2 separate regions of the Anas platyrhynchos genome follow, and region 1 is linked to region 2. Evidence: chromatin contacts called from public Hi-C data. All regions are on one chromosome and are shown on one strand. The core of a region is the stretch at or near the end of the contact, and the rest is flanking DNA. Distances in the headings are between cores, read along the strand shown.

Region 1 (2,700 bases), core at 143-2,642, 84 kb before region 2:
ACAAATCCCCCCATAACCTCCCCACCCCCCATATTCCCCCCATTTCCCATTCCCCCTACCACCCTATAACCCCCCAACCCCAATTTTCCCCCAACCCCCCCATTCCCCCAACCCTCCCAATCCCCCCAACTCCCCATATTCCCCTTACCTGCCCATTCTCCCCAACCCCCCATACCCCCCCACCCCCAATTTTTCCCCCAAAGCCCCCATTCCCCCCACCCCTCCCATATTCTCCCTAACCCCACATTTCCCCCCCCACCCCTCATATTCCCCCATACCCTCCCATTTTCCCCCCACCCTCCCATTCCCCCCACTGCCAATTTTCCCCCATATTTCCCCATTCCCCCCACCCGTCCCATATTCCCCCTAACCCCCCATTTCCCCCTCACCCCCTATTTTCCCCCTTACCCCCTATATTCCTTCTCCCCTCCCATTCCCCCCTGCCACCCCATAACCCCCCAACCCCAATTTTCCCCCAACCTCCCCATTCCCCCCAACCCTCCCAATCCCCCCACACCCCCCATTTCCCCCAACTCCCCATATTCCCCCTGCCCCCCTATTCCCCCAACCCCTCCCATATTCCCCCTAACCCCTCATTTCCCCCCCACCCCCCAGATTCCCCCAGAATCCCCCATACCCTCCCATTTTCCCTCCACCCTCCCATTCCCCCCTGCCACCCCATAACCCCCCAACCCCAATTTTCCCCCCAAACCCCCATTCTCCCCAACCCTCCCCATCCTCCCCACACCCCCCATTTCCCCCAACTCCCCATATTCCCCCTACCCCTGATATTCCCCCTAACCCCTCATTTCCCCCCCACCCCCCAGATTCCCCCAGAATCCCCCATACCCTCCCATTTCCCCCCCACCCTCCCATTCCCCCCAACTCCCCCATAACCCCCCCAACCCTCCCAATCCCCCCCACACCCCCCATTCCCCCCAACTCCCCATATTTCCCCTGCCCCCCTTATTCCCCCAACCCCTCCCATATTCCCCCTAACCCCTCATTTCCCCCCACCCCCCAGATTCCCCCAGATTCCCCCATACCCTCCCATTTCCCCCCCACCCTCCCATTCCCCCCTGCCACCCCATAACCCCCCCACCCCCAATTTTCCCCCAACCCCCCCATTCCCCCCAACCCTCCCAATCCCCCCCACACCCCATATTCCCCTTACTCCCCCCATATTCCCCCAACCCCCCCATACCCCCCATACCCCCCCCACCCCCAATTTCCCCCATACCCTCCCACACCCCCCCATACCCCATACCCCCCCCCCTTTAGGGGCGTCCCCCTCCCCTCTCAGCGAGGCGGGGCGGGGCGGGGCAGAGCCGTGCGGGCCGGGGGAGGGCCGAGCCGTGCCGAGCCGTGCCGGGGAGGGTCTGGGGCTGGGGCTGGGGCTGGGGCTGTGCCGGGCGGCTCGGCGGCGGCCCCCCCCCCCTCCCCGCTCGCACACCGCCTCCCGCGGGCGGCGGCGGCAACAAAGGCTCCGTCCCCGCCCCGCCGCCGCCGCCGCTGCCCGAAGATGCCCGCGGAGCCGCCGCCGCCGCCGCCCGCCCGGGGCCCGCGGGGCCTCGCGGTGCCGCTGCTGCTGCTGCTGCTGCTGCTGGGGGGGGGAGCCCGCCCCGCCGCGGTGAGTGTGGGGGGGGGCGAGGGGTCTGGGGGGGGGGGGCGTTTAGGGGGGTAAGGGTGAGGGGAAGGGGACCCCGATGTTGGATGTCGGGGGGTGGGCGCGGGTCTTTGGAGGGTGGGGTTCGGGTTTGGTTTGGTTTGGTTTGGTTTTGGGGGGGTGATGGGGAGTTTTGGGGCAGAGCGAAGCTATAAAAATATCTTCAGCCCCCCCCCACCCCCCCCACCCGCTGCAGCCCCCCTGAAGAGCAGCAGCCCCCCACCCCAACCTCTCCCCACACCCCCTACAACCTCCTCCCCTACAGTCCCCCCCCCCCAAAGGATGCTCCCCCCAACCCCAAGGGATGCCCCCCCCCTCAGAGGGTGCCCCCCTAAGCCGTGTTCCTCCCCCCAGCGTGTGTCCTCCCGGCCCCAAGGGATGCTCCTGTCCCCAAGGGATGTGTCCCCCCCCCCCCCCAAGTGATGCTCGCCCCCAGCCGGGTGCAGGCTGAGGTTTTTGGGGTGCAGGCAGCCGAGGGGGGGGCGCAGGGTGCCAGGGTGCGCGGGGGGGGGCTGCAGGTAGATGCCGTTTGAAGGTCATGGGGAAACACGCCTTGAAGCAGCCCCGATGGGCGGCCGGGGGGAAAATCCCACCTGTGCCCCCTCCCCGCTTCTGGAGGGGGAGAGAAACTTGTGGGGTTTGGCCCCGACCCTGCAAAGATCCAGCCCTGCCCCGGTGCTGCCCCCCCTGTGGGGCTGAGACCCCCCGATCCCAACGTTTCCCATCCCCTCTCTGGTTCCCGGCTCCCCATCCAGGAGGATTTTCCAGCCCCGCTCCCAGGAGAGGGATTTGGGCAGGGGGAAGGGGTCAGGGCTGTGGCACTCCCGTCCCCCGTGCAGCCAGGGGAACCCCAATGCCGGAGCCAGCCTCGAGCAGGTTCCCCGTGCCCTGCACTCCCCGTGCCGTGGTTTGGTTATGGGGACACCTGAGGGACCCGGGTGGCTCTTGGGGTGGCGGCTGTAGGGCGATGCTGTGCGTGCCGGGTCCCAGAACGGGGCTTTCCCTGCGCGCGGAGCGATGGTGGCACCGCACGG
Region 2 (2,700 bases), core at 184-2,683:
AGGGGCAGACTTCTCCCCTCCCCGAGCAGCACTCAGCTGGGGCTCTTGAAGGGCTTTGCAGGTCACCAGCAAGTGAGAACAGCCCCAGACTTTGGCCAGCTGAGCACATCATGGCTGGAAGCGTTGCAGAGAGCGTAAGCAGGTTGAAAAAGTGCACAGGGTACTCCAAAGCCAGGAGAATTTCCAATCAGGGTGCAGGTGGCAGGAGCCAGCTCTGCCCCTGTTACTGCCTCCATCCACCATGCCTGCATTGCCCCCAGCCTGCTCCAGCATGGATGTGTCAGCAGAAAAGCCGTTTTCTCCCGTAACCCCCTGGCCCCCATTTCCCACAGCTCTGCAGTTTGCAGAAGTTGGATGGCTGCATTTGACCCACGCAACCTCCTTAGGCTGCCTGCAAAGCCTTTGAGCCGTGGGGTGTTTCCAGCCTGCAGATACACTGAGGCACATCAGGGAAAGCTTCGCAGCCCGCCGTACGTTTATGAATTAAATCCGCTTAATTAAAGGTTTGTTCATGGCTTGGTTGGAAACAGCCCCGCTGGGATGCAAGTTGTCCTCCCGTGTCAAAGGGCTCGGTGTTTTTGCAGGATTTGAGGGGAGAGGGATCGCAGAAACCAAACAGGAACCGGAGGGGTTCGTGCTTTGTTTTCCACTTCTGTAACCTTGCTCCCAATGGATGCTCCAGAGCTCGACCTTTGGCTGGCTTGAAACCGAATTTGCATTGTTTTCCACCCACGGGCAGGTCTGACCTTGGAAGGGAGCTGGCAAACCCCACTCGCTGAATTTATCAAACCCGAAGCAAGCAGCATTGTGTGAGCGATGCTGGGATGGGGGCAGCTCCTGGGACACCTCCAGGGACCCAAGGGGGTGCAGAAATCCTCCCATGGAGCCAGCCTGGAGCTGGGGAACCCCTTGGAGAACCAGCCACCCTCTACCCCTGCAAGATGCCGGGCAAGGTCTCCCCAAAGCATCACAGCACCCCCTAAGCCCCTCTGAGGCTCCTCTCCTGCAGGATCCCAGCGCTTGTTAATGGGATCCAGGCTCCCCCCGCAGCCCCCCCGGCCTCGCCGGCTCTGCTCGGCAGATGCAGCCCATTACGGGGCGGAAAGGGGTGGTGAGGGGGGAGGAAAGCAGCCACCCCTCACCCTCCTGACACGTTAAATCTCCCGGTCAGGTAATAGCCAGCAGGTCACTGAAGGAACAGGCTGTAAAACCAGCCATTGCCCTGCTCGGGGTTATTTGGGAGCTGCTTCTCCTTGTGTAAACAGCCCGAGATGAACAATCTCCGCTGCCTACACCCGGGAATTCTTCTTTTTTAGGGCATGTTTCCATTTCCATCCCTTGACCTTTCAGTCGAGCGAGCTCTGGTGCTCGCAGAAGCGCCTTGGCCCTGGGCAGGGCTCCCAGCACCGCTGCAGTTAAAAGCATCCAACCCTGGGAGAAAAATCCCTCTGCAAGGGCGAGGGAGGCTGGGCCACAGCTCCCGGCTTTGTATAAATCAGGGCAGCTTGAAAAATGTCTGACGAGGCCGTTCGGCGGGGGCACGTCGGGTTTTGGCTAAATAAACATTTCCGTCTCTATGGAGAGTGTCACGCTGCGCCCATAAAACGTCTGGGTGAAGCTCTGCTTTTGTTGGAAAGCTGGGGAGGGGTGCTTGAGCTGGCTTGCTTTGTTATAATAAATCAGTCGTGCCTTTTTTTTTTCTTCCCTCTGAATTGCTCTTCAGGAAAGAAAAGGCCGGAGAGGCCGAGCCTGCAGCTCGCTGCAGTGAGTGGGTTTGTGCCTCAGTTTCCCCATCTCTGGTGGAAGGAGCACTACAACCCCTCCCTGCCCAAGAAGCAGCCAAGATTATTTGTTATCACATTGCATAAAGAAAAAGAGACAGTTTGTGGTTAGTTTGTTGTCCGGAATAGCTCGCAGATCACTTTGGGCATTTTTTGTGCCCAAAGCCAGGTTTCAGCTCTGCAAGCCCCAGGACTGCTGAGCGGGAGCATCCTCAGCACCTCACCAGTGAGGGAAATGCTTTGGGGCAGGGTGTGAGCAGAACACTTCTGCTCCTCCAGCCCCTTCTCTGGTGCTCTGTAGGATGCCCAAAATGCTGACTTCCAGCTCTCTGCAGAGCAAATGCAACAGAAACGCACGGGCAGCCCTGAGCTGAGTGCCACAGGTTGGGGGAAGCAAAGTTGTGGAGAAGTGCTTGGGCTAAGCTCAGCAAATATTTGTCTTCTCCACCTTTCTTACTGCACTGTGACTCTTTCTGTCTCGCTTGCACCAAGGCAGATCAAGGGGAACTTTGATAAAGCTGGCAGGGGTATACTGATGGGAATATGACATGGGATAGATGATTTTTTTTGAGCCCTTTCCAGCCTGGGATATACAAAATGGTCCAAAGGCGCAGGGTCTGGCTTGTCTGGGAAGAAATCACCCCATGCCTTGCCTAAAAGTCCAGCCTTCCCTTCCTGCTGCAGCTACCCTAGTAATATTTCCAGCCTGGGGGGTTCCCGGGAACCCTGAACACATTTGAAATAACAGCAGGTCTTGGTGCCATGCAACATTTTTGTGCTGATATTAATCCACCTAAAGCTGCCTTTAATAAATTGGTAAACCACGACTTGCCTTTGGTCATGTTGCTTCTAGGAAAAAATTTGTGATTAGATTTATGCCCAGAAAATTAGAAAATTCAGTTTACTGTCTTTGTTGGTA

Evidence for each region. Hi-C and Micro-C count contacts between places; a contact is called where the count stands out from the background.
Region 1: a contact with region 2 is called in a Hi-C map of F5 follicle, with 2.3 times the contacts expected there. The contact joins the promoter of SDC3 here to the enhancer-like site in region 2. A contact is called at or near these places in 6 of 8 Hi-C or Micro-C datasets (F1 follicle, F5 follicle, liver and 3 more).

What each region holds. Positions count from the first base shown.
Region 1 is chr24:5,576,137-5,578,836 of IASCAAS_PekinDuck_T2T, reverse strand. SDC3 (syndecan 3) reads left to right here and starts at 1,392. Exons shown (of 5, transcript XM_038167345.2): 1 at 1,392-1,630. The coding sequence starts at 1,523.
Region 2 is chr24:5,491,939-5,494,638 of IASCAAS_PekinDuck_T2T, reverse strand. No RefSeq gene overlaps it. Among named protein-coding and RNA genes, the nearest start is that of SDC3, 84 kb to the left of the region's middle. Within about 2 kb of position 1,433, at least 4 of the 8 cell types and tissues checked have an H3K27ac peak or open chromatin away from gene starts, as enhancers often do. A contact at or near this core is called in F5 follicle, small yellow follicle and subcutaneous adipose tissue, where this site is marked.